Regions from separate parts of the Columba livia genome. Here region 2 is linked to region 1. A link is a contact called in public Hi-C data. All regions are on one chromosome and are shown on one strand. The core of a region is the stretch at or near the end of the contact, and the rest is flanking DNA. Distances in the headings are between cores, read along the strand shown. Region 1 overlaps LOC102097055 (L-threonine ammonia-lyase). Region 2 has its middle 15 kb from the start of PPIF.

What was found. Hi-C and Micro-C count contacts between places; a contact is called where the count stands out from the background.
Region 2: a Hi-C map of liver shows a contact between it and region 1, with 2.0 times the contacts expected there. The contact joins two enhancer-like sites. A contact is called at or near these places in 2 of 2 Hi-C or Micro-C datasets (crop and liver).

Annotation. Positions count from the first base shown.
Region 1 is chr6:28,262,004-28,266,567 of bColLiv1.pat.W.v2, forward strand. The region is part of intron 10 of LOC102097055 (L-threonine ammonia-lyase); the gene reads right to left. Among named protein-coding and RNA genes, the nearest start is that of TMEM254, 17 kb to the left of the region's middle. Within about 2 kb of position 1,803, at least 1 of the 3 cell types and tissues checked has an H3K27ac peak away from gene starts, as active enhancers do.
Region 2 is chr6:28,519,341-28,523,465 of bColLiv1.pat.W.v2, forward strand. No RefSeq gene overlaps it. Among named protein-coding and RNA genes, the nearest start is that of PPIF, 15 kb to the right of the region's middle. Within about 2 kb of position 2,726, at least 2 of the 3 cell types and tissues checked have an H3K27ac peak away from gene starts, as active enhancers do.

The DNA.
Region 1 (4,564 bases), core at 553-3,052:
GTACGTGGCACTGATGCACTTCACCCATCTCTGACTCTTACCTTACCACATTTCCATATTTCCGAGCAGTGTTTGTTTCAGTGCCTCTGTCCATCAAGCTTTTTATACTCTCCTCCTTCCCTCCCTCTCACAGAATTATCCTCCAGTTCTTTATCATTTCTGCAGTGTTCTGGCTGGTTTCATCTACTCACATACCTTCTTGTTTTATTCTCAATTTTTGTTTGCTCATTGCATCACTTCTAGTTTTCTGTTATGGTTGTTCTGCTGCTAAATTAAACTAAACCCAGGCAAACCTAATCTTCATACTTTTCTTTTTATTCTTCAGTTGCCTCCAGAATTATATTGGCAATCCTGCCATGCAGCCACTGAAGACAATAACTTAAATGTCATTTTTTTTAACTTCTTTAAACCCTTTCCTACATACATGTCTACTGCATCATTTTAAAATCTGGACGCTACCAAAGGTGAGGCACCAACATGAAGGTGCAGAAGGAAAATTACACTTCACAATTTTAGACAAGTAATTTCTGTCACCGCTGACCCAGCTGGAATTATCACTGATGCTCGAAGTGCCACATGGAAAAAAGACCTCACAGAAACATGGAAATCTAGTGAGGAAAGGATCCAAGATGAGTCATGGTGCAACAACAGAGAGTTTGTTATAGCAGGCAAATCTACAGAGAACAGAGAAAAACCTGGCCATGGTAACCTTAAGGTGGACTACTAGAGATGTTTGCCCAGTGTAATGTTCCTGTCAGAGCTACATCCTTTACAGAAAGCAACAGACAAAAAAAATTGTTTCTACTCAAATATGTTTATGAGGACATTTCTAAATAAGAACTTTGGGAATTCATGTTTCTGGGCATGAGCTTAAAACAACAATAAAGCTTTAGCAAAACTGCTGAATGAGAGGATAAGACTCTAACTCTGGGTTATTCTAAACAGCCATGAGCTCACTTAATTAGAAAACTGGTTATAACTTCTTAAATATCCATCTCAAAATAATCCACACTTCTGATCAGTTTCAGTAATTCTTCACCTCCTATCCTGAACATAGTCCTGTTCTTGTTTGGTTCTTTGGAACACAAATTAGATGATAATTTCTTTCTCCTCTGAAAAAGTGGGGTTTAGTCTCAAGAGAAGGACAGTCACAGAAGACAATTCATAATGAGGGAAGAGGAGAGAATACACAGATTGGGGAAAGCATCTGAACGATATCTAGGTATCCAAGTACCAAATACTCGTTATCCATTCCCTGGTTAATATAAAATCCCTAAAGCTTTGCAGTCAGATCCTCAAGAGCACACACTCATCTCTCATGGAGTCTGTAGTTAAAAAAAAAAAAAAAAAAAAAAAAAAAGAACAAACCAGCCTTTTTCCCCTTTCAAAGCAATCACGTCTGTTTTGTCCTGAGCAAATCAGTTGCTGGACTTGGAACCAGTCTGGACTTGCCAGGCTCAGCTTTGAATGCCTGGCAGCTGCTCTGCCCTGGGAGCAAGCACGGGAAAGCATTTTGGTTTGTGGAGCTAGGTATCCTCCTCTGATCTTTTCTTTCTTCTAATGATTGAAGCCATGCAGATTGTAGCCAGAGAGCTTGTAAATAGCTTGGGGAAAATACTGTCTTTTTGTTCTGTGCATGCACAGCATCTAACACATGATATGGCCATTAATATGCTGTATTGTATTATAAAAGTAATAACAGCAGTAGCAGCAATAATAAACAACTCCAGAAGTTTACCTGATTTTCTACGCTTATCAAATAGAGAACGTTTGCTCACAGCAGGATCAAACAGAGAATCAGTCTGCTCTTCAGAGCAGCTACAGATCTAAATAGCAAGGAAGGCAAGAATTTGCTTTCTTGTTCAGATTAAGCCAATTTATATTGCAGTTTTACCTTCACAGAACTGCTCTCTCTTATTTGCTTCACCTGGGAAGTATGATGTACATGGATGTCCAACAGGGCAACACTCATATTCATGGGGAGGTACATGAGGATTATATTTATCTAGGAGAAAGAGTCACCTCAGTACTACTAGCTGCAGGAGGCTGCATACTTACTGAAGAACTAATAGTAATTGCTCCAAATTGTTTTATTTAAGAATAAATGACAAAACTTATTGCCTGATGTTTCTTTTCCTCTGGACAAGATAACCCATGACAACTAGAAAAAACTTTAGATTTGTTCCAAACCCATAAACCCTTAGTACCAAACATAGGCTTTTTGATCCAGCAGAGCTCTCATTGACTGCAGAACCATGTTTGCAAAATAAACCTTTCTGTGTATCAAAAAAAACGACAAACAACAACAAGAAAAGAGTACATTTTATGTATTTCTCTCCTGCATATTATATCCTTGCTAGATTAAAAAATAATGATAATTTTTAAATTATCTGGTCCTGTAAGGCTGTTAAAACAACCAGCCTGGTGGACCTTTTACTGCACTTAAGAGTTCTGCTCTCTGTGGTGGGTAATCTAAACATTGGTTCCAGCCTAAGGGTTTCGTTAGTCTTTTGGGATTGTTTTTTAATAGCAGACCTACAAGTAATGGAAGACAGAACAGTCTTAACTGAGTATTGGTGTCTTGAGAGCTTTAATAACTAGAAATAACTGAGGAAAGAAGACAAAAGCTGAAAAAAAAAGATAAAGGGATCACAAGTTATTACTCTGTGTAACCCAAAAATCCAGATGCATAAATTAAAATATTCATAGGAATTAATTCCATTTCAAAGAGAGAAAAGTTTATAGCTTCACAAAAGGAGGAAATTTGCAAAGTTCTGTGCTGAATAATGTGTGCAAGTGGGTGGGTATCTTTGCTCCCTTTTAACTGCATCTCACATGTGAGCACTTAGTCTTTCAGATCATTTTTTTCCTAGATATTAAAAATTAATTTGGTGTGCCTCTCAATTCTCTGATGCCTGATATCTGCGCATTGTGTGTGCAAATAAAGATATTGAGTGGACAAGCTGAACCAATGCTGGAGAGCAGAGGAAATCTGAGTAGCATTGCTCCAAAGATTTGAGCATTTTGTGATTTTCCATGCTCCATGTAAAGATAGATGTAACCAGCTAGTGCAATTCCTTATGTCCCTGACTCATCCATTGAATCTTTGTGTCACACTTCTTTAATCCTAGAAACCATATTCATCTTCTTCTAAGCTGTTGGTCTTGGAGGACTCACATAAATTAATATTCATGATACACCACTCTCTGCAACAGTATCGGTTCGTTTGCATAAAAAAAGTCACTGGAGTTAGAAATGAAAACTTTATTCCTGTACCTGGTTTCACTTCTGTAAATAAAGTAAGTCTTTTCATTTCTATTAAGAGAAGTCATCAACTGGGCAATTTTCTGAGTGATTCAGTAAACACCCAGCGTAGGTTACTGCACATTACAGATTGTTTGGCAACAGCACTTCAGTTTACGGTTTGGGGATCAGCTGTCAGATAGTCCCCAAGGTCAGTGCAATGCAATATTGAGAAAGAGCACAACACCTGCCAGCACTGTATCTTGGTTGTGCAACCTGAGCCCTTATCTTTTGGCATACTCTCGCATTCAGGTCAGTGACCATGAGCACGAACAAGTTACCGTTGTGTTACCTAAGTCAGATAATAACCCAACAGGTCTACTCTTAGCTTCCCTGGAGTTAAGTTCTTACTTCTGCAACTGGGGCAGGCTGTTCTGTACTAGGTCAGTCTGCTGTGGGATGCTGTTAAAGAAAATGACCAAATGATTTTGGAGAGCCTCAGAAGAAGTGTATTGTCAAACTTCCCACTCCAAACTTCTCCATTTTGCAGATGGGGAACTGGAGCATGGAAATAGTGCCCAGGTCATGCAGGACATGCTTTAGGAATGACAGTACCCTTCTTGTACCTGTACGTCTGCATGCTCCTCTATATTCTCTTTATAGGACAATAATACGGAATATGTTGGCAACTGGGGACTCTAATCCAAAATGCTTTCCTCCAAGCCTTTTACAAAATGCAAATTAGCCCAAAGGCATTTATTCAAATTGACAGAGCAGACTAAAATAATTTAATTAGTTCTGGCCTGAGGTGAAAAAACTGTATAGAAAAACAGGTGTCACACCACAGAGAGTGAGTCACGAAACCCAGCACCACTGGGACAATGTGTAATGTTGTTGTAGAGAAAAAGCAACATTTGATTTATGAATTATTATTTTGCTGCAGAGTCAGAGGCAGAAGTAATGTGATGGATGTTCTTTTTACAACTAGTCTCTTCCAAGTTATTTAAAACCACCACAGCAGAGTTAAGCTCCCAAGAGGTTTGAAAGAAACTGGCCAAATAGCTCCATAACTTCAAACAGGACTGAGGCCAGAGGGAAAACTGTCACCGCAGCTGCTTCTCTGCAAAGCTGTTGGAGCACCTCAAGACCTTGCAGGCCTTTGCTGCTTGGTTCCAGGACCCTCCTGTACCTGCCAGTCTGCTTATGCTGCACTTTCAGTGGTGAGGAGAAGAGTTTTCTAGAAACTTGATATTTTATTTTTTTTCAGCTGCATTGCCTGAGTCCAAATACACAACAAGCATGAAGCAGGGAAGCTGCTGTT
Region 2 (4,125 bases), core at 1,476-3,975, 260 kb after region 1:
GTGCTGAACCAGATGCAGTTTTAAAACTCTGCTTAAGGCGATCACGGCCAGGATTGTTTCTGGAAAATTATTTCATATTATTGTGAACAGAAAAAAGCATTTCGTTTCAGCATGAAGGGAACGGTGCTGAAAAGGTGGAGAAGAGCAAGACATAATTAGCTTCTCCTCTGTTCCACAGCAATTTCTATGCATTTTGTAACTAACTGTCATATAATCCTCCAGTTCACCCCAGAAATGAAGTCATCCTTACAACTAAAACAAGTATCTAGTTTTCCTTCGTTACGCACTCCTGCATCTGAGTGCATGAATACTATTTTCCGAAATCCAGGGGCATCAAACCACTTTTCCAGTGGTTTCAAAACAACTGGAAAAGAAACAGAATAAAAGCACTGGAAAAATGAACTGCTTTGCCTTGACCCAACATGACACAGTCAGTTCCAACAAGTGGTTTGTAACAACAGCTACCCCAGAGGTGGCCAATCCCCTGGTGATCTCCCCTTTTGCTGTCTTGTGTTTTGAGCCCTCACACTCTGTGCAATCCTGTTCACCCAGCAGACAAAGGGAAGTGTTTAACAGAGAGTGTTTTGTTTTGTTTTCAATATATTAAATCCTTGCACCTTTTCTAGCTTCAGCGATTTGCAATCGATGTTTTTAGCCAGACAGGCCAGATTTCCCACAGAGGGACAAGCCTGCAACCCAAAGGGATGTGGTGGGAGCACTGCTCGGAGCCAGGGCAGCCGTGTCCACCTTCATCCTCCAAAGGTGGGTCAGTACATGAGCCCTAGAGCTGCAGCCATGCCAGAGACCCCCACTCTGCACAGGCAGGTGGGAGCGGCACAGGCTGAAGGCAGATGCCCTGAGCCCCGTGTCGTGTCGTTCTGGAGGCACAGCTGCTGTGCAAGGGACACAAATTGGCAACAGCAAACACCACACACACTTGGAGTTTGGTTTTCCAGTCAACACCTGCCTTCACTGGTAGGTTACTGGAAAAAGGATGGTATTAAGGTGTGATTTCAGGTGGGTGACACACACAGATGAGGGAATGGTGTGGTCTTGCTGCAGGCTAAGGAAGTTGCTTCAGTACAGGGCAAAATCCAGATGGGAGTTCATCATCAGGCACCCAAATGCCTGTGTAAGGAAAGCACAAGCAGCAGAACGTGTGTTTGTGGTGCCCTGCAACAACCTGTCCAGCTGCACCTGCTCCTGGTGGCAGCAGCACCTCGGTGGCCACCATCACATCCCCCCACCCATGCCATGCTGCCTGTCCCACCAGCGGCCCAGCAGCTGGGGCAGGAAAGCCAGCAACAACCACAACCTCTGCCCGGTGTCACCCCACAAGGAGCAACACCTGCAGAGCCACCAGCCCCAAATCCAGCCCGTACCTTCAGAACCTTGTGGCTCGTGGTGCCGCAGCTGTGAGCGCTGCTGTGCCAGCAGGGCTGTGGAGGACAGATGCGCTTTCAGAGCACCTCTTGCGTGGGGAGCTCTGGCACGTGGAGGTTGTGCACCCTCCTTCTTCACAGGGCACAACAAAGCTCTGCCTGCACCCCACTGCCCCAGGGACGCCACAGTCACAGCCAAATCTTCTGGCAGTGAGTTCAATCTCAGTTTCCTTCGGATTTCCTCTGTGGGTGGAGAGGGTGGATATCTCAGGGGACCGAGCTGCAGAGCCTCAAATCAGGAGCCAAGGAAGGGTTATCTCTGCAGCTCCCTGGCTCTGAACTCGCTGTTGCTTGACATCACTGACTGTGCACAGAGGAGCGCAGATGATGGCACGAGTAAGGAAGGAGATATCCGAGCCAAAGGGCTGTTTTTCCAGGCTGCTCTGGGACGGGAGCTGCTCGACCTGGTGTACGTATGCCCTGCCCTGCAAAGCTGGCCCCAGCTCTTGATCCAAGGTGCTGCCACAGACCCAACAGCAGTCTAAAGAACTCCCTTGTCAGCCGCAGGTAATTAATGCTCGCAGCGCCTGCCATGGCAGCAATCTGCATGGTTTCCCCACTGCGCAGGGCCAGGCCATCGTTTGCATGTGCCAGCAAGTCAGGGGGCCAAGGGTTAGTGGGTTAACAGCTACATAATGTCATGCTGTGCTCAGGGTGGGGGACACGGGCTGTAGCTCTGTGTTTGGGTGTAACTGCGCGCTGGCCCCAAGCTAGAATCCCTTCACCCCTGCCTAGCCAGCCTGCCTTGGCTCGGCTGCACGCTCCTCCCACAGGCTGTACAACCCCATACCGAAAAAGAATCAGACCAAAAAATGCAAAGCTTGAACTTTTGCAGTTTAAGCAAGGAAATGTTCTTTAAAAAAATGCAGCAAAAGCATTTATAGGATCCTGGCAACATAAGTAAAACACGTGACAGGCTGTGGAGCCGAGACTGCGTGCTGGCATCCCCCCGTTTTTAATGTACAGAATCACGCAGCTTTCTCCAAGGACACTTTGCACTTTGTTTGGCCTTGGCAGCCATCAAATTAATAGCAACATTACTTCCAAAAAAAAAAAAACCCTAACCAAACGCTGACTTTTGGCAGGGAGAAAATAAAAACAACAAACTTAAAGACACTGCATCATTTGGAGTGTGCACTGTTTAGTACTAATGCAAAATTTATTGCTCTGGCAAAGCCTGAACGCTAGCAGCTGCCGTCTCCTCCTCGCTCCCCTCTGCACCTCTGCGGAGCACCTCGTGTCAGCTGTGCCAGTGGTGGGGCCGGAGCAGCGAGCCCCCCGAGAGCCGCTGGAGCCCGGCCTGGGGCCCCTCCTTGGGGCCAGGGTCCCAGTACACCCTGGTCCTGCAGCTGCCACACGTCGCTGACAGATGCCTTTGGCTCGGCTGGGACAGCGGCTGTTGTTAGAGAGACACCAGCGACACAAAAGCCTCTCTGGAGGAAACTGCAGCGAGCTGGGGATGAGGTGGGAGTGGAGGGGGAGAGAGGGAGCAGGAAAACCACAAGACACTTGCGCCTGCTAAAAATGATTTCCACCTAGTAATTTTAGCAGCTGTTGTGTTCCTCTGCCTACCTTCCCGGACAAATTTTAAGTAGGAGGTGAGTGAAAATGAGAATGGTGACAGAGTTTTTCCCCCTCAAAACCCCTGTATCTGCACATTTTTAACTTCTCTCTGACCCCACCTTAAAGACACAGTTATTTTCCTTGGTTACATGTTTTTTGTCCTGGCTGATGAAAAGAACCGGGAATTCACACCAAGTTTTCTCAGAGGTGGTTAAAAATAGTGACCCATCAGAGCCAAACCAGTGCCCCCTGTCCAGCCCTTCATCCAGCCCACACAACCAGACGTGCCCACCTCAGACCTCTGGGTCTGGGATATGGATGCAAGAAGAAATGCAGCTTCCTAATAAATAATAAATGCCACGAAGCCATTGCTCCCTCCTGCCTGGCAAGGGACAGCTTCTCTCCAGCAGCCGGACCTCAGCAATGCCCTGTCTCTGTGGAGAGGTGGCCTGAAGAGCAGCAGCACGGGGCAGTCACTGCGCCCGTCCCCTCACCCTACACCTGCCTGCAGCTGCAGCGGCTGTGTTTGAAGAGAATGGGGGGGGACAACTGGGGAAACCCCCTTTGAGCCCCGTGGTTAAGCAGGTGCTCTGCTGAAACACAGGCACACATTGAAACAGCAAGGGCTGCTGTTTGGTGGGAGGTATGCTAACATTTACACACAATAAACCTGCTATAACCTGTGCTTCTATCCTCAAAAATACATGTGCATAGTGAGTACGGGTTAACATCACACAAAATGTATGGCATGCTATTGAAGCAGGTGAAGAATTGTCCCCTCACCTCAATGAGGGCATGCTGACCAGATCAACAGTGTTGGATCTTGAAGTCCACTTATCTGCTCATTTATGCTGCGCTTTTCCATGGCCTTTGGGACCTGAACGTTTTGCCGAACTCCTGAGAGATGATGAGGTGTGCTGCTCAGTAAGTTTTCCTCCATTCTTCTTAAACTTCACCAATCCCAATGATGACTAAATTTAGCTTTTTGTTCACTTAATCAGCTAATAAATAATAAGCAATTTGAAGTCAGCATTAGCCCCAATACAGTTGCATTGCTCTCATGTCAAAAACACCAGCAACATTTTATTTCCAACCATGTCGCAGGACTCCTCCTTCATAT